Linked DNA regions of Mus musculus: regions 2, 3, 4 and 5 are each linked to region 1. The links are chromatin contacts, called in public ChIA-PET, HiChIP or PLAC-seq and promoter capture Hi-C maps. All regions are on one chromosome and are shown on one strand. The core of a region is the stretch at or near the end of the contact, and the rest is flanking DNA. Distances in the headings are between cores, read along the strand shown. Region 1 holds the start of Nucks1 (nuclear casein kinase and cyclin-dependent kinase substrate 1). Region 2 holds the start of Dstyk (dual serine/threonine and tyrosine protein kinase). Region 3 holds the start of F730311O21Rik (a long non-coding RNA gene). Region 4 holds the start of Nuak2 (NUAK family, SNF1-like kinase, 2). Region 5 holds the start of Ctse (cathepsin E).

What was found. ChIA-PET counts read pairs in DNA pulled down with a chosen protein or histone mark. HiChIP or PLAC-seq counts read pairs in DNA pulled down with a chosen protein or histone mark. Capture Hi-C pulls out chosen DNA fragments and counts their contacts.
Region 2: a contact with region 1 is called in a promoter capture Hi-C map of adipose tissue. The contact joins the promoter of Dstyk here to the promoter of Nucks1 in region 1. A contact is called at or near these places in 1 of 484 Hi-C or Micro-C datasets (CD4 T cells), 2 of 115 datasets of contacts at active chromatin or transcription factors (extraembryonic endoderm stem cells and memory CD8 T cells) and 1 of 9 other capture datasets (adipose tissue).
Region 3: a contact with region 1 is called in an H3K27ac HiChIP or PLAC-seq map of extraembryonic endoderm stem cells. The contact joins the promoter of F730311O21Rik here to the promoter of Nucks1 in region 1. A contact is called at or near these places in 1 of 484 Hi-C or Micro-C datasets (pro-B cells) and 1 of 115 datasets of contacts at active chromatin or transcription factors (extraembryonic endoderm stem cells).
Region 4: an RNA polymerase II ChIA-PET map of memory CD8 T cells shows a contact between it and region 1, with 10 read pairs. The contact joins the promoter of Nuak2 here to the promoter of Nucks1 in region 1. A contact is called at or near these places in 2 of 39 promoter capture datasets (the SN4741 cell line and neutrophils) and 1 of 115 datasets of contacts at active chromatin or transcription factors (memory CD8 T cells).
Region 5: a contact with region 1 is called in a promoter capture Hi-C map of liver. The contact joins the promoter of Ctse here to the promoter of Nucks1 in region 1. A contact is called at or near these places in 1 of 39 promoter capture datasets (the C10 cell line), 3 of 115 datasets of contacts at active chromatin or transcription factors (embryonic stem cells, large pre-B cells and memory CD8 T cells) and 2 of 9 other capture datasets (adipose tissue and liver).

Annotation. Positions count from the first base shown.
Region 1 is chr1:131,907,542-131,912,312 of GRCm38.p6, reverse strand. It overlaps Nucks1 (nuclear casein kinase and cyclin-dependent kinase substrate 1), which reads right to left and starts at 1,855. Exons shown (of 7, transcript NM_175294.3): 1 at 1,563-1,855. The coding sequence starts at 1,579.
Region 2 is chr1:132,414,740-132,419,510 of GRCm38.p6, reverse strand. It overlaps Dstyk (dual serine/threonine and tyrosine protein kinase), which reads right to left and starts at 2,058. Exons shown (of 13, transcript NM_172516.4): 1 at 1,641-2,058. The coding sequence starts at 1,905.
Region 3 is chr1:132,339,830-132,344,600 of GRCm38.p6, reverse strand. It overlaps F730311O21Rik (a long non-coding RNA gene), which reads right to left and starts at 2,671. Exons shown (of 4, transcript XR_878527.2): 1 at 2,534-2,671; 2 at 2,200-2,290; 3 at 1-285.
Region 4 is chr1:132,314,018-132,318,788 of GRCm38.p6, reverse strand. Nuak2 (NUAK family, SNF1-like kinase, 2) reads right to left here and starts at 2,664. Exons shown (of 7, transcript NM_028778.4): 1 at 2,317-2,664. The coding sequence starts at 2,559.
Region 5 is chr1:131,636,083-131,640,853 of GRCm38.p6, reverse strand. Ctse (cathepsin E) reads right to left here and starts at 2,540. Exons shown (of 10, transcript NM_007799.3): 1 at 2,297-2,540.

The DNA.
Region 1 (4,771 bases), core at 606-3,105:
GAGCCTTGGCTCCATGAGACACCCTCTCCCCAAATTAAAAAAAATTTTTTTTAAAAGAAAAGACATATCTTTCTAGCAAAAGGACCAACTAATTTATTATACAAGAGACCTCAGCTGAGCAGTGGTGGCGCCTTTGATCCCTGCACTCGGGAGGCAGAGGCAGGCGGATTTCTGAGTTCAAGGCCAGCCTGGTCTACAGAGTGAGTTCCAGAACAGCCAGGGCTACACAGAGAAACCCTGTCTAGAAAAAAGTAATTTGAGTTGGTGGTACAGTTTGGTTAGATTTATGTCCTCAAAGAACTCACTATAACCTGGAACAGTCATATTGACTACTTCCCAAACATCACACAGAAGACATGGTAATTTGGAGGTGCAGGTTAAAACAGAATGGAAAAAGCAAGCTGGTAGGTAATTCATCCTCCGCAGTTCCCTCTCGCGAGTGGGAGGGGTGGTAATCTACCACCAATAGATTATCTTGTCAAGGAGACATAGTGGGGCACAAAACCGTTGCCAGATCCAAACCTCTCCTTGGTATTGGGATACTTTCGATACCAAAACTTGAAATGAATTCATAACTGTAAAAATAGTTAAGAACTAAAGGCAATGGGGCCAGGTAAAGCTCCTTTACAAGTAACATCTATTGACTTTGGTCTCGGTCTCTGTCCCTCTGTCTCTCAGGCCTTAATAGATTGGACTAAACCACACCCTCCACCCAAGCCACATTCTATACAACAGCTCTGGAGGGCATTAAAGGGGAGCCCACCGAGTGAGGGGAAACCGAAAACTTCTTGAAGCCATGTGAATAAAAGTCTGATCGCTAGTGGATCGTAGTCCATTTACGATTAACGTCACACGGGGAAAGAGAGGGTTACAGAAGTAGCAAGAGACGCGTACTGCGGGGTGAGGGGGAACGAGAACCACACGGGATTTGGGTTAACAAGCACGTCCCTGGAGGAAGGGCATTTGTCTGCAAGCGGTGGAAAGAGAAAACTTGGGGTTAATGCGTTCAGAACTCCCAAGTGGGGAGAGGCTGTGGCCCTTATTTTACGGGGCTCAGTGTCAAAACTCACTTTTGCCCCAAGGGGAAAGGAAAACGTGGGTTCCGCCCAGGCCGGGCTAGGAGGCGGGGCCTGCCGCGACCCCGAGAATGGAGGCGGGGCCGGGCGGCGGGGCACAAGCAACTCGCTCGCCAAAACGCTAAGCCGGCGAGCCTCTGGAGGACCGAGTCCTCCGTGTTCGCACCCGGGTCGGCCGTAGGCTCCAACAGGGCCCAGGGGTGCGGCCTATGGTGTGCCTGGTGCGCGCCAAGCCCACGCCAGGGCCATGGCGGAGGTGGGGGCGGCCGCGGAGCCGACCCGGACCCTGCGGGGTGGAGGCGACGCGCCCGTGCGCGCCGCCGCCATCCTGCGCGCCGCCGAGCACCCACGCGCAAGGGCGCGCGCGGCCCCCGACAGAAGGCCGCGCGTGGTAGTCAGGAGCACGACTCCAGGCCCGTTGCCCAGGTCCTTCGCCACTCACCCCAGCCCGTTCGGCCCGCCCCGGGCCTTGGACTCCGCACTGACCTGACAGGCCGAGACATGTTCGCTGTCGAGGCGCGACCAAGTCGAGGAGCCGAGGACCAGGACCCCCCTCCCCGCGCACTCGGCGCCCCACCCCCCCGCTCCGGCCGGCGGGGCCGCTGCTGCCGAGCCCCGGGCTGCTGGCTTCTCAAGAGTCGGCGGCTGCTGGTTTGAGGTCCCTGGATCTGACGAGCCCCCCGCTCCCCCGTCTCTTCAAAATGGATGAATCAAACCAGCCGAAAATGCGCCAAAGCCGCGGTGCAACCAAACCCCGTAGGGTTTGTGCGCTCCGCCCCAGCACGCCCGCTCATTGGTGACTCCTGTCAGATGCGCCCTAGTCATTAGTCCATTTGAATCATCACGCCTCCCAGCCCCGCCCCACTCCCGGATAGGCCCCGCCTCCTCCATGGGGTCCTGTTAGTCAAGATGCGCTGAGAGCGCACGGCCGCAAAACAAAAATGGTCGCCGATTGCCCGCCCCCTGTCTTCCACGCCAGAGCTGCAGATTCGGCTTGGGTTATATCTTGGACCCCCTGCCAAATAACCTGATTTATATAGAGTTCTCTGTGGACTAGGTGGTTCTGTAATGGATTTAATTTCTCCTGACTTGATTATTTTGCAAATCAGCTAATTGCAAGACTCATGGGATAGGCAGCAGATTCGTCACTTAAGAATTGGAGGGAAATTACTTAGGTTCAAAAATTTGACCTTAATCTTAGAAATCCTGTACTCTGACTTCAGCGTTAACCTCCCAGGGCTCAGTCACGCTGCTGAAGTAGAGAGTTGGGTTCACAAGGAATATCTTCTACCCAATCTGATCTTTGAGAGCTACTTAACACTCATTAAAACCTCAATTTCTGATATTAGCATTTCAAAGAGAAAGAGGTGATTAATGGTTAAGAGGGAGACTGGTGACAAAACGCTTGCTTCAAAATTCTAAGTCCACCACTTAGTACTTAACTAGGTTTCCTCTGTGCACCTCAGTTTTATGATGAGTAGAGTAGGATACAAGGCTACCTTATTACTAGAACTAAACAAGGTGCTATGTTGAAAGGCCTTTAGTCTGGGCTTAAGTGTTAGGTTCCGTTTTTAATAGAAGATAAAATTAGTTCGGGGGGGGGGGGCAGGGAGGCTGGAGAGATGGCTCAGTGGTTAAGAGCACTGACTGCTCTTCCAGAGGTCCCGGAGTTCAAATCCCAGCAACCACCTGGTGGCTTACAACCATTTGTAATGAGATCTGATGCCCTCTTCTGGTGTGTCTGAAGACAGCTACAGTGTACTCATATATAATAAATAAATAAATCTTAAAAAAAAAAAAGTAGTTCGAGTTGCCTCAAGACTGAATGCCTAAATCAGAAGTAGAGCACAGTATCTTTGTATTAATATCTAGGATTTACTTCCTGTTATAGTTTGGATTCCATGTTCCCTAGGGACCCATATGCCAAAGATTTAAGAGGCAGGACCTGGTAGAAGTTAGGACATTAGGAGTGAGCACTTTAACATGATGTGGGAACCTTGACTTGACCACCCTCTGTCTTTCTTGCTTGCAGCCTGTAAACACAATGTCATCTGTTTCACTTTGCTGAAATGCTTTTCACCATGATGCTCTTGCTCTCTACAGACACAAAGCCCTAGGACCAAGCAGCCCTCAATGGAAACATATGAAACTGTAGAAAAATAAATGTATTCTTGTAAGTTGATATTTCAAGTCATACGGATAGAAAACTAACACACTTTATGATGTTGTAAATCGATTTCAATACTTGCCAGAGCCAGTGTTTCACTTGAAGAGTGGGGATGTTGCTCAGCTGAGAGTAACTGCTCAGCACACAGTAAGCACTGAGTTCAATCTTCATCACCTCCTGAAACTGGACAAGAGGATACACACCTATAATGCCATCAGTCAAGGAGATAGATGTTCAAGGTCATGCCTGGCTACATAGGGAGTTTGAGGACAGTTTGGACTGCGAAAGCCCCTGAGTCAACAACAAAACCAAGTGAAGATATAGTCCCTAAGCAACAAACCACATCACTATCTGCTTCCTGAAAGTCTCCCAGTGTAAAATTCTACTTATCTAAGGGAAGAAAGCAGCAAAAGAGAAGAATTTTAAAAGTTATTCTTGATCCTTTCCGTTCAACGTCATTTCCTCTTCACTTAAAAAAATATATGGTAAAAAAAAAAATCTCTAACAGCTGGGTAGTGGTGGCAAATGACTTTAATCTTGGCAATCAGGAGGCAGAGATGGGCAGATCTCTCTGAGTTCAAGGTCAGCCTGGTCTACAGAGCAAGTTTGAGAACAGTCAGGGCTACACAAAAGGAAATTTACATAAAATGTGCGGTCTTAGCCATTTACACTTCTGTGGCATTAAGGACATTCATGTTGTTGCATAACCACCACCAAAACCCATCTCTAAAATTTTTTTTATATGTCTCTGGTGTGTGTGTGTGCATGGGTGCATGTGTGTATACCATAGCAAGAATGTAGAGACCAGAGGAAAATTAGACAAAGAATTTTATTAACTTTTCTCAAACTTGATTCCCGAGTTGCTTCAGCTTAATTTGCTGCGAAGGGTGAACTGTGTGTAACCAACAACCAAAAGGAGCTGCAGAGTCCAAGGGGCTTGAACATAAAAATAGTAAAGATGTAGGTCTTATCAGAGTCATATAAATTTTTTAAAGCAGTCATGACATGAAATAGCAGCCCAGTAACTTCTTTAAGTTTCATCTTCCTCACAAATTGCCTCAAGTCAGTTGCTCCATTTTTGAAAACCTCATCAAAATTCTCCACAGGACTGCAACTTCATCCCTCTCCTCTCCAGTAGCAGCTGGTGCTTTGCCATTCCCAGGTTGTTTGGGCAGAGCTATTTGCCACTCTCTGTCACCCAGTCAGAGTATCTGCACCAAGCTGGTATAGGATGCTGGGAAGCATTTCTGCCGGCTTCCGTATTGCAGCCCGGCCTGTAGTGGTGAAGGTGTTCACTGACAGAGACACCTGAACTTTAGAGTTGTCAAAGAGGATTGTCACTGTTCCTCTTCAATACCAAAGATTTTTTTATTAAAGATTTATTTTATGTATATGAGTACAACTATAGTTGTCTTCAGACACACCAGAAGAGGGCATCAATCAAATCCCGTTACAGATGGTTGGGAGTCACCATGTGGTTGCTGGGAACTGAACTCAGGACCTCTGGAAAAGCAGTCAGTGTTCTTAA
Region 2 (4,771 bases), core at 809-3,308, 510 kb before region 1:
TGCCAAACTCTGGGTCCATTGAAAAATATGAGCTGCCTCACCAACTGCTCTAGACAGCGTCTAGAAGTGTCAAAAGCACAACTTCAGAAAAGTAGTTATCACTCTAGTGTTTTTTATGTCCTGAAGTAAAATAAGATCTTTTGCCTGGAGGTGGTGGTGCACACCTGTAATCCCAGCACAGGGAGGCAAAGGCAAGCAGATCTCTGAGTTCGAGGCCAGCCTGGTCTACAGAACTAATTCCAGGACAGCCAAGGTTACACAGAGAAACACTGTCTCAAAAAAAAAAAAAAAATTTTTTTTTAAAATACCTATACTCTGTGTGTGTGTGTGTGTGTGTGTGTGCGAGTGCACACACATGTGTGTATGCACAGTGGCCTATATGTGGAGGTCAGCAGACTACTTTCAAGAGTAGGTTCTCTCCTGGTCAACTCAGGGCATCAGGATTGGCAGCAGGTACATGTACCAGCTAAGCTATCATGCTGACCCAAAACAAGGGCTCTTTAAATTGCTATCCTGGGCAATAGAACAGTACCATTGAGGGCCCTATCAGGACTTACCAGCATGTCTTTAAACACCCCCTTCTGTAGTCTCAGACAACGTTCTTAAACATGCAACAAAGAGTATAGGGTCCAACTCACAAGTTCACCTTAAGTGATAATAAAACACCTGTATCAGATTCCAATATCTTTGACTTGCTAAATTAGACTCTTAGGACCCCCCCACCATGGTTACACAGCCAGAATCCATAAGACACAACCTGAGACATGGCATTTTTAATACACTCCTGAGGTTATTTTAATCTACACTGCAGCTCGAGAATCACTAAAGGCAAACCAAGGACATACCTGCTGTTAGGTTGTGCCCCGTCTACCTACCCACATGGAAAGTCAGTGGCTTCTCTCATCAACTTCCTAAGGAGAAGGTGGTAAAAGTTAAACCCTCTAGTTCCCCACCAATTGCAGTTCAAGGAGGATCAAAGATCTTGCAGTATTTAAAGTGATCTGAGGCCTCTGATACATCCCGAGGGGTTGGAGGAGAGGGGGGAATCAAGTCAAGAAGGGCAAGTTTTTCAAGGGCTCAGGGCCGCCCCACTCCACTCCACTCCCAACAACAACAATAACAACAACAAAAACAACAACAAAACATTTCTTAACTCCTTCACCATAAGTAACATCTCTGACCAATTAATTTCTAACACCCATTAAATATCCTTTTCTTTGGCAACTCCAAATCCTATTTAGAGGACATCTTCGCAGGGCTGCCTCTTGACTGGATTGCAAGCACTTTACACACCCAAACCCCGCGCGCTCACACACTCACATACCAGTGCAGTCCGAAGGCGCCCAGAGACTTCAGAAACACCCAACCTAACACCTAACCGGGGACTCGGTCCCCATACCAAGCACCCCAATTCAAAGCAACTTTCTCACCTCTCCGCTTAGCCTTTTCGAATTCTGCCTCCCGGTCTCGAGCCCTTGCCACCTCTCCCCAGGGTATCCTCCCACCTCATCTAAGATCCCCGAGGCCCAGGCCTCGCGCCGCCCCGCGGCCCTCTCCTACTGGCCGCCTCCTCCTGGAGTTGTTTTGCTGACGGAGATGCCACCCTCCGATTTTCCTCTCTCCATCGGGCCTGTCCTTACCCGCCGGCAGCGGGGCTTCGGCGACGTCGCCGGCAGGGCCAAGCTCGGCCGCTCCGCCGCCCGCGGGGGAGGAGGGACAACTGTGGCTGTGGGAGCACTTGATGTCGCGGAAGAACTTCTGGGTCTCTCGCAGGTTCTGCCGCAGCCGTCCCAGGTAGCGGCGGTAGCGGCTGAAGCCCCGGCACAGCTCGCGGATCATTCCGCCGCCTCCGGGACCCGGGCCCGACACGGACTCGCCGGCCCATGACTGCCCGTCGGCCTCCATCGCTCAGCCAGCTGTCTTCGCGGCTGGCTGAGCCGCTGGCCCGGCCCCCTCCTCCCGCCCCCTAGCGCTCAGAGAAGGCGGAATCCGCCTCCCGACGCCCCTGCCGGCGCTCCGCGCGGCCTCCAGCCTCCGTCACTGCCGCGGCTGAGCAGCCAGAGCGCCTGGCTCCGGCCAGAACCTTACTCCGCTCCCCAGCGGAGCCAGGGACGAGCTCACAGAGGCACCGTCGCTGCGCGGGCTCCTGGGACTTGTAGTCTGGGCTGGGTGGAATGCCACAACGCCCACAGGGAAGCAAGCTAGCGGGTGGACCCTACTGATCCCTGTGCTTACACTCTTCTCGTTTAAAAGGTGTTCTTGCACTGTACACGAATTCCTAAGGAAAGGCAGAACCCGCAGAGTATGAACCCCGGCAGAAATGGGGTACCTCAAATCTAGGAGAAAGAAAGATTTTAATAAGTAGAAGGAAATAAGGCCGAGGACAAAATATGTCTGTGGTTACCCCAAATGGTTACAACAGATAATAGAGAATTGGTTGAAAATACCCGGAGAATAGTGAAAACTCTACTGTTTGTGTTACAGTCTACTTTTTCTTTTCTTTTCTTTCTTTCTTTCTTTCTTTCTTTCTTTTTTTTTTTTCCTGCTCTAGATGTGGAAAGGGGGTAGGGGTGTGAAAGGGTGGGTGAGACCTAAGAGAAAGGACAGTTGATTTCTTGTACAGTCGGCAGGGGTAAGGGGAAGTTGAAGTTAGTAGCCTTCTAAACTGATTATCTTAACAAGGCTTCTGTCAGTGTGCCAGACTTCCATCGACGCAGACTGTCACGGACTCCATGACACACAAGCCACAAACGGGACAGAACTTGACACCAGTCACCTCTTCACCTGATTGAACTTTGAGTAACTTGGGCTCAATGTGAAATGTGAAGGCTTTAACCTGTAACTTGTTGCACTTTTTAAAAGATCACGCATTCAAATGAGCCTGCACTTTAAGGTAGGCTAGCTGCAAAAAAGGAGCCCTGTGTTCCTTCCCATTTACGCCTCCCTTTGCACATTCTGGCCATTTCTCTTCTTTGCAAAGTTGTATTCCCCTTGCTTTCCAAAAGGCTTGGTAAAACAGAAGTGAGAACACAAATGGAAATTAAAAAAAAAAAAAAGGTTGATAGTGTAAGAGCACTATTTAAAAATAGAACATGGGCTGGGTGTGGTGGTGTATGCCTTTAGACTCAGTACTCTGGAAGCAGAGGCGTGAAGGTCTCTGTGAGTTCAAAGCCAGCCTGATCAACAGAGTGTGTTCCAGAATGGACAAGGCTACATACATAGTGAGACCCTGTCTCTATTCTAACAAAGCAATGCAGGATGAGTCATCACAAAGATTTCTAGTTAGGGGATCAGTGGAGAGAAACCTTAGGTTGGAGGAAGAATCTATCTGCATGAGATACACATGGGAAGACACAATTGTAATCCCATCGCTCAGGAGCCCAAGGAAGGGTAATCCCAAGGGTATGGCCACCCTAAGCTACATAACTAGACCTCATTTCGACATCACAAAACTAGTCTTTATTAGTACTTTATATTTTAGAAATAATTGGGAGAAGGCTGGAGAGATGGCTCAATGCTTAAGAACTCTGACTGGGGGCTGGGGAGATGGCTCAGCAGTTAAGAGCACTGACTGCTCTTCCAGAGGTCCTGAGTTCAATTCCCAGCAACCAGATGGTGGCTCACATCCATCTGTAATGGGATCCAATGCCCCCTTCTGGTGTGTCTGAAGAGAGCGACAGTGCCCTCAGATACATTAAATAAATAAACAAATAGTTCTGACTATTCTTCCTGGGTGTCCCAGGTTCAATTCCCATCACCCATATGGTAGCCAAAAACAAGAGACATGATGCCCTTTTCTGGTCTTTGTGGGCACTGCACACATGGTGTACAGACACATAGGCAAAACAGCTATATACAGAATAAAACTAAATCTTAAAAAAAATTAAGTTAGTGTTTGACACAGGAGGATGGTGAGGTTCAAAATCTGCCTGAATTCCATATCAAGTTCCAGGCCAGGCCAGACTTAGCTACAGAGTTACGACCTCTGGGGCAGGAGAAAGGGGAGAGGGGGAGGAGAATGAGGAAGAAGAAGAGGAAGACATGTCAGAAGGTACAAATGGTATGAGGAAGACTAAATCTCCCTTAGTTTTTCTATTCCTGTCTCCTAGTCACCTAGTTCCCTTCAGGGTGCAGCTGCCATTGAAAAAACTACTTGTACTTTAAACATAAGTGAACAGCATACACACACTATGTTACAGCCATACCGACTGTCACACCATAACATAAACATCTACTGCATTTGAACTGGGTAGTGTTTGGCCATATGGATGGCATGTTTTGAGCAGGTCCTTTACTGATGGAAGTCTGGGGCTTTGCTGCAGAAAACAAAATGTATGCATCGTTTGAATATGTGGAAGCACATATCACCACTTTTGATCTGCAAGAAGCCACGTCTTGTTTATTTTAAATTTTTAAGGTTAGGCTCGAGGCGTCGCTCAGTGCTTGCTTGGCATGCAGAAATGCTGGGTTTAATCACCAGTAACTGCATATAGTACACATGGTCATACAAGCCTGCAACCTAACCTTTGGGAGATAGAGGAAGGAGTGTGCATGAGTGTGCACAAGCCTGTGTGTGTGTGCGCGATGGTGTGACGGTGTGATGTGTGTGTGATGGGATGTGTGTGTGCAATGGTGTGATGGTATGATGTGTGTGATGTGTGTGTGTTGGGGCTGGAGAGATGGGCTCAGTGATTAAAAGCACTGCTTGCTCCGTTCACAGCACCAAGGTGAAACCAGGTTCAGTTCCCAGCACCCAGCAATCAGCAACCAC
Region 3 (4,771 bases), core at 1,422-3,921, 430 kb before region 1:
TCTACCACCTCAAACCTCTGTGGCCAGATGAGTCCGACATTCCTGATACGGTCTAAGGGTCTCCATAGTGTCCATTTTCTCTGCCAGTTAAAGAATTAATTGGCAGTGACTTTTTGGATCTTTCATCTGAATATCTGTACCAAATGTTTTCATCCAAACGTTACCGTGCGTCATGGCGTGCAGTGGCCCTGATGTCTGATGACACTTGAAGCCCCTGTACCATGAAACTGCAGCAGTATCAAGAGGAAACTTCCTAGGAAGTTGGGGTAGTCACCACTCTCATAACTAAATAAATAAAATGAAAAGTCAAAAAAAAAATAGGCAGGAAAAATCTTGAACATAATAATAGGTCAGGGAAATCTCAGACACAGCAGACAGGGCCAACCAGTAAAGATACACACACACACACAGACACACACACACACACACAGACACAGACACACACACACACACACACACAGACACACACACACACAGACACACACATACACACAGACACACACACACATAGACACACACAGACACACACACAGAGACACACACACACAGACACACACACACAGAGACACACACAGACACACAGACACACACACACATAGACACACACACACACACACATAGACACACACACAGACACACATACACACAGACACACACACAGAGACACACACACAGAGACACACACACACACACACAGGCAGAGTGAGGCACACACAGACCCTCTGCTTCGTTAAGGAGGGACTGGGAAGTGAAACTGAGTCTCTCCTTGATGGCTGGGAGTTTCTAAGGGTCTTTGAGAGGTTGTCCTCCCCTAAGGAGATCAGGTTGAACAGTCAGGGAAGCTCACAGGCCCAGGATTATGGAAACAACACATCCAGGTCTCTGCTCACCAGGCCTTTAGACCTTTGTCTCTGATCAGGAGGAAGAAGCCAAAGTTTGCCATCTTTTTCTTTATTTTGGGCCTGCCTTTCTGTCTGTCTGTCTGTCTGTCTGTCTGTCTGTCTGTCTATCAGGGAATTCATTTAACTCCTAATACACCTGCCCTCCCACCCCCCGTCCCCCAATCACCATTCCCAGTGTTGGCTCCTAGGAATCGCCCAAGAGGCCTGGTGTGGTACAGAACACCTGTAAACCCTGTTCAGGAGGGTCCAGAGTTCCAGGCCAGACTGGCCAGCACCCAACAGCTTCTCCCAGCTTGTGGTAGGTATGGGAGGAGCTAAAATAGAGAAGCTAGGCTGGGCATGGTAGCACATGTCTTTAATGCCAACACTTGGGAGGTAGAGACAGGTGGATCTCTGTGAGTTTGAGGCCAGACTGATCTACAGAGTGAGTCCCAGCACAGACAAGGCTACAAAAACAACCCAACAATAAGAAAGCTATTAAGTTATTCTTATTTTAAGTCATTCTCCAAGCCAGCTAATTTGTTTTATTTATTTATTTATTTATTTATTTATTTATTTATTTATTTATTTATTTATTTTTGAGACACAGTTTCTCTGTATAGCCTTGGTTGTCCTGGAACTCAATCTGTAGACCAGGTTGGTCTTGGATTCATAGAGATCTGCTTGCCTCTGCCTCCCAAGGACTGGGATTGAAGGTGAGCTCCACCACACCCAGTTTAGCCAGTTAATTTTACTTTACTCCACAGAGCAAGCAAGCAGTGTGGGGGACAGAGGCAGCAGCTGGAGAGGTACATTGGGGTCAGGTGGTGACCTTTGACTCCTGTGCAGGCTGGCCTAGGCTGTTGGTACAGCACTCTGGTGGCAGAGGTGTGGGGATGGTGGCAAATTCAAGTCCAGCCCAGGCTGTGGCTGTTATCCAGTTGTTAGAGTGTTTACCTATCCAAAGATCTGCACCCAGTAGGGTAGCAGACAGCACCCAGTAGGGTCTAAAGATGGAGTTTCGTGGAGGGGCACTACAGGAATGACATCTGAACTCTCACCAAGGAAGGGAGTCAGTGACCCAAAACAAAGGTCTAGATTTGGTCCTTAGCTCTATAGAAACCTGGCATGATGGGGGAATGCCCGCCTGTGAGGGGGAGCTGGGGAGGATCGAGAATTCAAGGTCATTCTCAGTTACAGAATAAGGTCAAGGTCAAAGCCAGCACAAGCTATAAGCCTATCTACCAAAAAGAAAGAAAAAGAGAAACAAGAAGTCCTTCACCTTATAAAAGTTACAATTTCACAAGGACTTACTTACCTCTCCTCCCCTGGACCTCCAGGCTTTGAAGGGCAGTGTATATTCTGTTTAGTTCAGGACTCCCGGGGTTCAGCACCACACCCAGTATGCACTAAAGGAGGAAGAAAACAAAGCATGCTTGACGACCTGATTTCTAGGGCACACCTGTCTCTCTTACCAGACTGAGAGCCCCAGAGCTCCCTATGGTGACCCTAGAGACTCACATCAGCCCCTGCTCTGCTGAGTATCCTGAGGCCACCTTTCTTTCCCTTTGGGGGGTCATTTCTACCCCCAAATACATATCTTAAGATTTTTCTCCCAAGGCCTGAACTCCTGCTGCCCCGGCTATACTTACTTGCTGAGGCTCACCCAACCCTCCAGATTCACCCCACAGCTCCACACCCTCAGCCACCCCCCTTGGCCCAAAGTGAGGGGGGTGGGGTAGCCAGATGATCTCAGCACCTCCTGCTCTGACATCCTCTCTGGGGACTTCAGGCGTCCCCTGCCTCCACCCAGTGTCACTTCCTCATTTTGGCAGGAACTCCACTGATAATCTCGTTCACTTTCCACCACTTCCTGTGTTTTATGTGAATCCTCCTGAGCTCAGCTACAGAAGATGAGTCTCTTGGCTGTAAAGATAGCCCTAAATGTCTAAAGGCTTCCCACTAGGTCCTGGGAACACTCAGTTTTGTCTTCGTTTGGTTTGGTTTGTTGTTTTGTTTTGTGCTTCAAGACAGGGTTTCTCTGTGTAGCCCTGCCTGTCCTGGAACTTGCTCTGTAGACCAGGCTGGCCTCAAACTCACAGAGATCCACCTGGCTCTGCCTCCTGAGTGCTGGCATCAAAGGTGTGTGCTACCATCTTCCAGTTTGCCACACTCACCTTTTTAAAGCTGTCCAGAATGGGAGATTCTCTCATCCTGTGGGTCAGTAGCCCAAGGCAATAGCCCAAGATCTTCCTATTGTCTAACCTCAATCTTCCTGATGTTAGGATTTCCAGATTGGGAAAACGAAAATACAGGACACTTACTCAGTTTTGAGTTTGAGGGAGACACTGGGTAAAAATTCTAGTTAAACATCTCCCCTTCTATATCAGAACAAAAGTCATTTGGACTTAAAGGTGTAGCTTGGTAGTGTAGCTTGGTGGAAGCGCACATACTTAGCATAGACTTAGGGTCCTGGGGAAACAGCTCAGACAGCAAGACTGCTTGCTTTCCAAGCATGAGGGTTTGCGTTCAAATGCCAAGCACTCACGTAAAGAGCTGGGTGTGCCTTTGTGACCCTATAACACCCGGACTGTGGGAGGCAGATGGAGAATCATTGGGGCTTGCTGGCTGCCGGCCTAACTTCAGGTTCAGTGAGAACCCTGTCTTAAGGGAATAGGGAAGAGAGCAATAGTCAAAACTCCAATCTTCAGGTCTCCACATACTTAAACATGGGCATGGACATCCACCTACCCACATGAATATCCATGCATGTTCTCTCTCTCTCTCTCTCTCTCTCTCTCTCTCTCTCTCTCTCTCTCTCGTGCGTGAATGCGTGTGTGTGTGTGTGTGTGTGTGTGTGTGTGTGTGAGTGTGTGTGTGTGTGTGTGTGTGTGTATGTGTGTGTGTGTGTGTGAGAGAGAGAGAGAGAGAGAGAGAGAGAGAGAGAGAGAGAGTGTATGCACCATGTGAGTGCCTGGTGCCCTTGGAGGCCAGGAAAGGGTGTCAGATTGCCTGGAACTGGAGTTAGAGACAGTTGTGAGCCACCACGTAGGTGCTGGGAACTGAACCTGTGTCTGATGTAAGAACAAGCGCTCTTAATGGCTGCAGCATCTCTCCAGTCCCATACTCAGCATAATCATGTGAATATTCTCTTTCTTTTTTATATATTCTTTTTTTTATAAACAGGCTCTCACTCTGTAGGCCAAGGTAGCCTCAAACTTGTGATCTTGCCTGTTCCTCTCAAATACTAGGAATATAAGCATGTACCATCATGTCAGGCTCCATTTTAAATTTTTTTCTTCTGATTTTTCAAAACAGGGTTTCTCGGAGTAGCTCTAGCTGTACTAGAGCTCGCTCCATAGACCAGGCTGGATTTGAACTTACAGAGCTCCACCTGTTTCTGCCTCCTGAGTTCTGGTATTAAAGGTTTGTGCCATCACCACCCAATGACTTTTTTATATCATAGGGAAAGAAGATTGGGCTGTGTACACTCTGACACTTGGAAAGCAGTAGTAACATAAAACCAGTGACTTACTTGCTGGTCAGTATTTTTTTTTCCTTAAGTTAATCTGAAATGGGGATGGCATGACTTTACACACACAATTTAACATGAGTAAAAAGAGGTCACATTTCTAATGTAGCTATTGAGGACATGAGGAGCCTGAGGCTGGATCTTGCTTAAAGCCACATTGGGGAGGGAGAAACTGATCTATGGAGACAGACTATCTCAAGGGACATGGGACACAGATGGTAAGGTGGCCCAAGTTGGCCCAGCTGAGGCAGAGGAGAGGGGTCTGTAGAGAAGATGTAATGGCTGCCAAGCATCTTTATGAGCCATGACCTTTGATTCTTGCCGAAACACGTAGATGTGAGGGGACTGTAGAAGTGGC
Region 4 (4,771 bases), core at 1,415-3,914, 410 kb before region 1:
GCCCAGCCAGAAGACAAGTCACTTCCCCTCTCTGGGCCTCAGTTCCCTCATCTGCCAATGAAGGAAGCAGCTTGTCTCCGTCGTTTCTCAATCTTCTGTAGCCCACTGAGCAATTGGAAATGTAAAAGGAACAGAAGCAATGTGACCCCACAGAACTACCCACATGGGTGCCCTTCTGGCCCCCTTAGTGGTGACTGAGTCATCCATGCAGATCAGACCAATGGCTTCGGTGAGACCCGGGCATGTGTTTTTCTCTTTAGGGGTTGGTCAGGGGAGCTAGGAGACTCACAGGAGGAAATGTCATTTCGATACCAGGAATGTGTCTGAGATCCAGAGCAAATATTTGTTTTTCCTCTGATGCCCTCCTGGAGCAGCCATTAGTCCGTGTGTCCCCCCCCCCCCCCACACACACACCTGTCCCTCCCTTCAGATAATCCCATGGGACCCTGCTTAACTATCTCTATAAGGAGAATGGGAAGCAAGCTGCAAATGTGGTGAGAAATTCCTGGCAGCAGGAGGCTTTCCTGGGAACCACCAACAGCCCCAGCTCCTCAGGGCAAGGCCTAAGCAGCGCCATGTCCTTCTCCCCCACTGAAGTATCAGAAGTATAGGTCTCTTTAGGGAAAGCAGTTAAGATGTAGGGGTGGGTGGGTGGAGATGAGGGCACTGCTCCAGGATTGAGAAATCATTAGCACAGCGGAGAGCTGCTTTCCAAGAAAGGGGGGGGGGGGGGCTAAGCAAACTCTTAACAGCAATCCTGGGTGGTCCTGCTGGGGAGTTTCAGAGCAGGATCTCCACATTTGCTGATCTTGGCTCCTTGCATGCAGCAAGACATGGGAACCTGAGAGCTCCTTTTGATTTTCTCTGTTCTGATGCAAGAGTCATTGATTTACTTCACTTCAAAATCAAATGTGATCTCTCTCTGTCTCTCTCTCTCTGTCTTTCTCTGTCTCTCTTTCTCTGTGTGTGTGTCAATCAAGAGCTGATGTGAACTCTGAACTTTGATCTCAGTTTCTCAGACACTCTAGCTCCCTCAATCCACTCTTCCTACAACAAGCGACATAGCACACAAGCCACTATTAGCCACTATTTCCTAGCTAAGCCCCCAGACAAAGCCTGGGCCCTGAAGTCTCAAGGCTTAAGCCTCTGAGGCCCTGGCACTTTATAGAAAGAGAAAGAAAAGAAAGCCCGGAAGTACACGATTGCCCAATAACTGTAACCTGGCAGCGGGCAACTGGGGACTGTGCCAGGCCTTAGCAGGAAAAACATACTTGCTCCTATTGATGGGGTTATAATCCACTCCTTTCTCCAACATCCACTCTCCTTCACCAATGAAATGACTTCTTGAATTTCAAACCAGCTACTGGCTGCAAAAGCAAACAATTAGGGGAGGGGACCATTCCCATAGTCAATAGGGCAAATGATGGCTGTACATACACACCCCCTTACAAACAGCATCCACTGGACCTGCCAAATGTTCTCCCTAAACCACCTGCTCTGAGCCTTGCGAAAATGTGAATTATAGACCTTTTATAAAATAGTTCCCTTGGTGGAAAATGAGAGACTGCACATTTTAAACAAGTAGCCAGCTAATACTCAGGCCCACTGAACTAGAGTGGAAGAAACATTGTTGTGTAACTTTTGGTAAATTTGCTGTCCTTCCAAGGGGAGGTTTCCAGATAGGAGTATTCATTCTCAACACAGGATCTGTGATCAGGGCTCAAGTGCATTCACATTTATATCTTATTTTTTCCAAGCAGCTTGTGAGACAGGCTGTGTTCTCTCTATTTTTGCAGAAGGGGAAACAGAAAACAGAGATGGAGGAACTTGCTCAGAGTTACGGATTATTATTACGATTACACATGCGTAAATCAAAAGGGCAAGTTCCCCAAAGGCCTCACATCCAAAGATGTGGCTGGAGTGCTGGGAGTGGACCTGACATTTGGGCCTGCTTTTACATTTCCCAGAATAAAAACCTATCCCAACCAAACTTAGCTTCATTTCGGCTGGAAAGGCCCCAAAGTGTCAAGTCAGAGTTAAAGATCTCCACACCTCATCCATCTACTAAGAACTGGTGCTTTCAACTTCCTCCTTCCATTCTACTCTGTTGACGTTTGTTCCCGTCAAAATTCAAGTTAAGCTCCGTCTTCTCAAACTACAGGCATCTAGTGAAGCTAAGGTTCAGGACAGATGAGCACTGTCCTGAAAACCACGGACAGACACATCTAAAATGCGCGCGCCTGGCAACGCAGCCGAGGACACCGCAAGGGACGCGCTGTGAGCTCCCGAGAGCCGGGAGCCGCGAGGGACACTCACCAGACGCCCCGAGCTCTCTCGTGCCTTCTTCACCTTCCCGTAGGTGCCCTTGCCCAGCGTCTCCAGGAACTCGTAGCGGTGCCGCAGGTTGTGTTTGTGATGGTGCCGCTTCACCGCCTGCTTCTTCATCAGAGGTTTAGGCGACTTGATGAGCCCGTCCGCCAGCGGCCGGGCGCTCTCCGAGGCCAGGGCGGAGGCCGAGGGAGCCTGGCTCGGGCGCTGGAGTAAGGCCACCGACTCCATGGTGCGGGGACCGCGAGGTGGAGTGGGTCGGGCAGCAGTAGCAGCGCGCGCTGAGCCGCGGGCTCAGAGGTCACAGCCGCACCCGAGCACGCTAGAAAGCCCCGCGTTCCGAATTGCTATAAAACGTTTCGAGGGGGAATGTCCTGACCACGCCCCTGCGTCCCATTGGCCGACTTGCCGGCGGCTCGTGACCAAAACCTCTCGCATTGGTTCACCCTCTCCTGCCCCGTTCCTCCCCTTGGCTAGGCGCGGAAAGGTGTGAATGGGGCCCCGCCCACTTGGACCCGAGGCCCAGGAATGCGAGAATGGAGGCAGAGCCGAATTAATACCGAAGTGCCAGTCTTTAGGATTGAAGGCTCTCTGAATTGCTTTAGTCTCTGAATGACGCCAACCTTGTGCTATTGTGCTGTGTTCTCGGTTGGCAAGGGACAATCTAAGGGCACTAGAAAGTCCCGAAGTATTTCTCCACATGCAGTAAATTGTTTCTTCCAAGCTCAAAATCTGAAAAGCCTTTTGATAACTTCTTGAGGTCCATAAAGGAGAAAGTGAATAGGGAGATGGAATGGGTTGGAGACTGACGCCAGCTAAGCACTGGTAGAGAGCTGTCCTGACTCCATGTTCACTCTGCTTGGATTCCACCAACCTTAATTGGATTCTGGAATCCAACAGGCCTGGGAAATCCTTACTTTGTAGGGTTGCGTGGATTCCCTCAAGATGTGGTGGCCTTGTGGATCTCCATAAATTGTGAAAAAAGCACATCACATTCCAAGGACTTACATCCACGAGCTCCTAAATCTGTAAGGAGTGTCTTGGTCCCAGGGTTTCCTCCCAGTGGATTTTTTTTTTTTTTCAAAAGAGCAGGAGGTTGGGCATAAGATTTGGCTGCATTTAAGGGGCCTGGAAGGCTATGTCCAGACCCCCCTTTCCGATGTAGAAAGTGAGTTTACTTCTGCCACACAGCTGGCAAGAAAGCCTGGAATTCAGATACTGGCCTATAGGGAAAGAGTACAGGACAAGAGGACTTCCCTAATTCTAGCTATTCCGGGCAGGCATCCCTCCCTCATCTGCAGGACCTCATCTCTAGCTGTATCTTTAGGACTTGGCAGAGGATCAAAGAGGACTACGTCCTCAATTATCAAATTAAAAAAAAAACTACTCTCTGCCCATTTTCCTACTTCTGTTTGCCCTTTGAATCTTTTCAGAGGGAATAACTGGTATCTCCTTGTCTTGGAGCTCTCTGTAGCCAGAGACCATCCACCGGGAATCAGCCTTCTCTAAGTTCGGACGGTCCATGGAAACTGTATAGCTAGTTTAGTGCCCTATCTTCTGCCAGCTTGCCTCTCCACTCTGAGTAGTCTGTGAAAATAGAAAAGGCTCAACCAGTCTGCTCTCTGTGCGCCCTGTCTGTCAGTTCCTGGGGTCTGTCCAGGCAGAGTAGGACAATGAAAAGCATGTGTCAGAGGAGCAGGCTCAGGGATGGGAGACCTGGGTTCTAGACCTGACTGACATGAAAAGAGGAGGGAGCCCCTAGCCAAGATGAGAGGAGGATAGTTTGGGGTTGCTTTCTAAAGATAGGGCTTTTAAAGCTTACTAGAAGACCCATGTCTGTTAGCTAGCTGTATCAACATTTCCTCATAAGATGAAGACTTTTTTTCAGAGGAGCCCAAGGTTTCCTTTAAGACTCAATCTAGACATTTATCACTATTCCTAAACACCCCCAATACCCAGGGCACTGCTGAACAGATAAAGGTGCACAGTGGATTCATACAGACCAGATGGATGGATGGACACAGGAGGCAAACAAACAGACCTGCAGGCAGAGGAGTGAGCCATCAGAACCATGGAGAGAACTGAGAGATGGCTCAGCAGGTAAGGGCACTGACTGATCTTCCAAAGGACCAGGATTTCATCCCCGGCACCCACAAGATGACCCACAAAGAGCCATAACTCCAGTACCAGGGGTTCTGGCCCCCTCTTCTGATCTCCAACGACATCAAGCATGTATCTTCTGCACAGAAATGCATACTGGCATAAGGCTGTACATATGAAATAAATTAACAACAATTGTTTACAGAACTACTGATTAGAACAACCAAGTGCCAGAACTAACTTTCATTCTGTGTAGGGAGGACCTGGGATGTGGCTCAGTGACTTAAAGATTGGGCTTAGCTCTTTGGAGGATTTGTTAGGACGTTTAAGCTGAGCTGAGTCA
Region 5 (4,771 bases), core at 1,291-3,790, 270 kb after region 1:
TCATAAATGAAGAAAATTCCCATTGAAATGTTTGTGGTCTTCTTCCTCTCCTCCTCCTCCTCCTCCTCCTCTCCCTCCTCCCAGTTCTCCTCTTCCTCATCCTCTCTCTTTTTCTTTTTGGTGTCCTTGGGGATGTACAGCTCTGATACAGCGCTCTACTACAAAGCGACATTCTCAACCTTACTTAACTCATTTTGAGACAGGGCCTCTGCAAGTTGCTCAAATGGACCTTCAACTCCTTCTATAACCTGGGCCTTCCTTGGCCTTCACAGCTGCAACTACAGGTTTGTACCAGCAAGCCTGACTCCAGACTTTCTGAGATACTCTTTGGGATGACAGATGTTGTCTTGTCCACAAGAGATTTGTGTTTGTGTGGATAACAGTAGCAGGCCAATTTTCCTTATCAGATAGAATCTGGTTATTAGGAAATAGATATTTCAAAGTCACATTTAAAATTTTAAACTGTTGATGTTTTATTTCAGTTTCTTGTTTACTGGGAAAAAAGTGCTAAATTCTCTTTACCTTTGACTCTTTCTAGTTTTCAGCTGATTGATTTTCCATTGTTGTTGTCAAGGAGATGGTAAAAGCTTAGACCTCTTTGAAAACTCATAATGTAAGAAACAGTTTCTACGTGATTTGTTACCAAACTGTCTGAAAAAATTAATTGCTTATTCTATTTCCCAGACTTTTAACCTGTATTATTCATAGAGCAAAGACTTCTTCCTTGAGGGAACTTCACCAAGGGCACTCGCAGGACGGGTATTTCCACAAAGTGGCCGAGGACAGTCTAGCTTTTGTTGAAAGTCTCAGTGATTGTTGAGAATGAGACCCACAAGTGAATTCACTTTCTGCTCCTGTTTCTAGGACATACCCATGTCAGCAGCTACCAGATTCAATACTTTCTTTGCACAGTCTATCTTGTTCCCTTCATTTAGTCAATAATTCAAATAGTTTTATTTCACTTCTTTCCCCAGACAGATTTTTCATTTTCTGTTTTGAGTCTAACATTTTTTCCTTATGTTTCTTGAAAGAAACAACATAAATCTTATATATATATATATATATATATATATATATAGAGTATATAATGTAAAAATATATTATATATAAATAAATAGAATATATTGTATATTATATACAATGTATATACTAGTGCACATATAATATATAATGTATAATATGTGTATATAATATATAATTAAGATATTATATATAATTAATGTACATATATAAGAGTTTATATTAGAATTTATTTTTAATTTTAAAATGATTTTGTTTTTATGTGCATTGGTGTCTTGCCTGCATGTGTGTCTGTGTACCATGCATGTGCCTGGTATTCAGGGAGGCTAGAAGAGGGTCTTGGGTCCCCTGGAACTTGAGTTACAGATGGTTTGAGCTGCCATATATGTGCTGGGAATTCAACTCAAGTTCTCTAGAAGAGCAGCCAGTGTTCACCATGGAGCCCTCCTTCCAGTTCCCTCTCGAGTTTATAACAGAAATGAGTAATATGCTATGAAATTTTTGCCAGTAGGTTTTTTTGTTTTGTTTTGTTTTGTTTTGTTTTTAAGAGAGTGCCTCACTGTGTTCTGACGAGCCTGGAACTCGATATGTAGACCAGGGTGGTCTTGAACTCACAGAGATCCACCTGCCTCTGCCTCCCAAGTGCTGGAATCAAAGGTGTGTAGCTCCACACCTGGATCAGCAGTTATCTTTGTCCTGAAGAAATTTCCTTTAGCAACGCATTATTAACAGCTATAATGCAATTAGCAGCTCATGTACAGTACACTCTAATTTAGAAATAACATGCAGATGTAGAACATTATATAAACATTAATGACAGTAAGTCATGCCATAATAAAAGTCTTACACACACACACACACACACACACACAGAGAGAGAGAGAGAGAGAGAGAGAGAGAGAGAGAGAGTTAAATCAGGAACTGAAAGGCACCGTTCAGACAATATGACTTCTATTGCAAAACCTCCGATTTCATCAGTACACAAATAGTAGTAGGGATTTTAAAACCATCTAAATAAAGAGTGGAGGGCAGCTTGACCTACCTAGTGAGACCATGTCTCAAAAAATCAACCAAGCAAATAAAACAAAAACTTCAAAGTCCTACGCAAAGCTCCCCGTAGGAAAATCAATCTTACAAACCAAGCAAATGGCAGCCTTCTTAGGAGGTGCTCACTTTTACCTGTGAGGAAATTATCATAATAAATGGATTTTTGTTAACTAAAGCATGAGATTGTCATTTCCCAGAAAAATTTGTAACAAGATTATAAACCACTTACCTTTGAAGTTACCGGATATAACCCAAAATGTCAAGAATTTCGTTTTCTTGTAGTAAGTGGATGGGTTGGGCTCCGAAGCTGAGCTCTGTGTGGAAACCCCGTTTTGTTGTTTGCTAACTCCGACTTTAAGCAACTCTTATCTCTTGGCCACCTCAGCTGCAAATGGAGATAACCACGCCTGATCTTTCTAACCGCTTCTGGAGTCACACAGGGCATCTGCAGTTCTGAGGAACAAATGAAGTTGTGAGACGGGCATACAGTTTTTTGGCACTTACAGGAAGTGTGCCTGCTCTTTCAAATAAACAGGAAACAGACTTTAAAGTCAAGTAAAGGAAGGTAGGCATGGTGGTGCATGTCTCTAATTCCCCTGTGTGAGAGGTGGATACAGACATATCAGGAATTTGGGGCCAGCCTCAGCTACATACTGACTCGAGGCTAGCCTGTGGTACATGAGACCTTGTCTCCATAAAAATAAAATAAATAAAGGATGTGCAGAGGCAGTAGAGGACATTATTTCCATAAACACAAGATTGTTTTTTGTTGAGCCAGCTGTGGCCAGGTGCCAAGGTCACAGTGGAGACCACAATGCTCACAGCCAGATGTTCTTCGAACTCCAAATATCAAAGCAACCATTGACTGTTTGTAAATGAGCTACCACATGAATTGAACATGTCAAAGCCTTCTTTAAGACAACTTCAGTCAATAAATGGGCTCCATAATCAACTTCAAGAGACACAGGAGATTTATTTGGAGAAATGAAATTTTGCGGGTAACAACCAGAAAGATGTTCTTGGTTTTTTTTTTTAAAAGATTTATTTATTTATTATATGTAAGTACACTGTAGCTGTCTTCAGACACACCAGAAGAGGGCGTCAAATCTCATTACGGATGGTTGTGAGCCACCATGTGGTTGCTGGGATTTGAACTCAGGACCTTTGGAAGAGCAGTCAGTGCTCTTATCCACCGAGCCATCTCGCCAGCCGGTTTTGTTTTGTTTTGTTTTGTTTTGTTTTGTTATTGTTGTTGTTGTTGTTTTCCAAGACAGGGCTTCTCTGTATAGCCCTGGCTGTCCTGAAACTCACTTTGTAGACCAGGCTGGCCTCAAACTCAGAAATCTGCCTGCCTCTGCCTCCCAAGTGCTGGGATTAAAGGCGTGTGCCACCACTGCCTGGCCAGAAAGATGTTCAAGCTTCAGAAGTGGTGAAGTGTTTCATCACACGGAGCTGAGAAGGCATGCCCAAGTACCTCTGCTCTGCTCCAAATCCTCTAGGAGCACCTCTGCAGCCACCCTGAGGAAAGAAAGGTGACAGCACCCCAGTGACAGCATCCCAGGTGACAGTCCTGCCCTTCACTCACTCACAGGGCATTTACTGAGGACCCGTTACATCCCAGGCACTGACTAGGTACTGGGGACATAAGTCAGACTGGACAAGATCTCAGGCCACACAGGACTTTTGAAATCTGCTTTGTGAATTGTCCTGGTCACACTGTGTCTACTCAGGTTCTGCCCCCTCCCCACCTTTATTTTATTTTATTTTATTTTATTTTATTTTAATTTTTTATCCTGGGTGACATGATGAGGCCCATTTCTTACCAGTGATTTCAGATGCTCACTGAAGGAGAAAGGACTCTATGGCCTGTTAGCATGCCTGTGTGCCTAGAACCCTCTTACCTGGAACAGGCCAAGGTAACAAAGGCAAGTGCCTCCTCTTGTCATCACAGTTGGAAACAACTGTTCCAGTCTTTGGAAGACAGGAGGAGGAGGATTATGAGTTCAAGGCCAGTCTGGAGAGAAGAGATGGCTTGTAGCTCCTCTCTGATCCAATAGTGCTTCCTTTACAGTGTTTGATTTCTTACTCTGGAACAAACAGCCAAGGTACATATTTTACCAAAGCAGACCTGGCCCCCAGGTTCTCCCAGCATTCCTCAAATCCTACCTGGCATACCCTATCCCCAACCTTAAACTTTCTAGCCCAGGGGCTAGAAAGCCTCAGAGTCTCTTTGCTATATGATCCAGACATTTTTCTTTTTTTTTATTGGATATTTTATTTACATTTCAAATGTTATCCCCTTTCCCTATCCCCCCCAGAAGCCCCCTATCCCATTCTCTCCTCCTGCTTCTATGAGAGTGTACCTCCACCCACCTATCCACTCCTGCCTCCCTGCCCTCACATTCCCCTACACTGGGACATTGAGCCTTCACCAAGGGCCTTTTCTCCCATTGATGCCTGAAAAGGCCATCCTCTGTTACACATAAGGCTGGAGCCGTGGGTCCCTCTATGTATATGCCTTGGTTGGTGGTTTAGACCCTGGGACCTCTGGTTGGTTGCGTTTCCTTGATGACTAAGAATGTTGAACATTTCCTTAGGTGATTCTTGACCATTAGAGTTTCCTCAGTTGAGAGTTCCTTGTTTAGCTCTGTACCCCATTTTTAATAGGGTTATTTGATTGTCTGGAGTCTAACTTCTTGAGTTC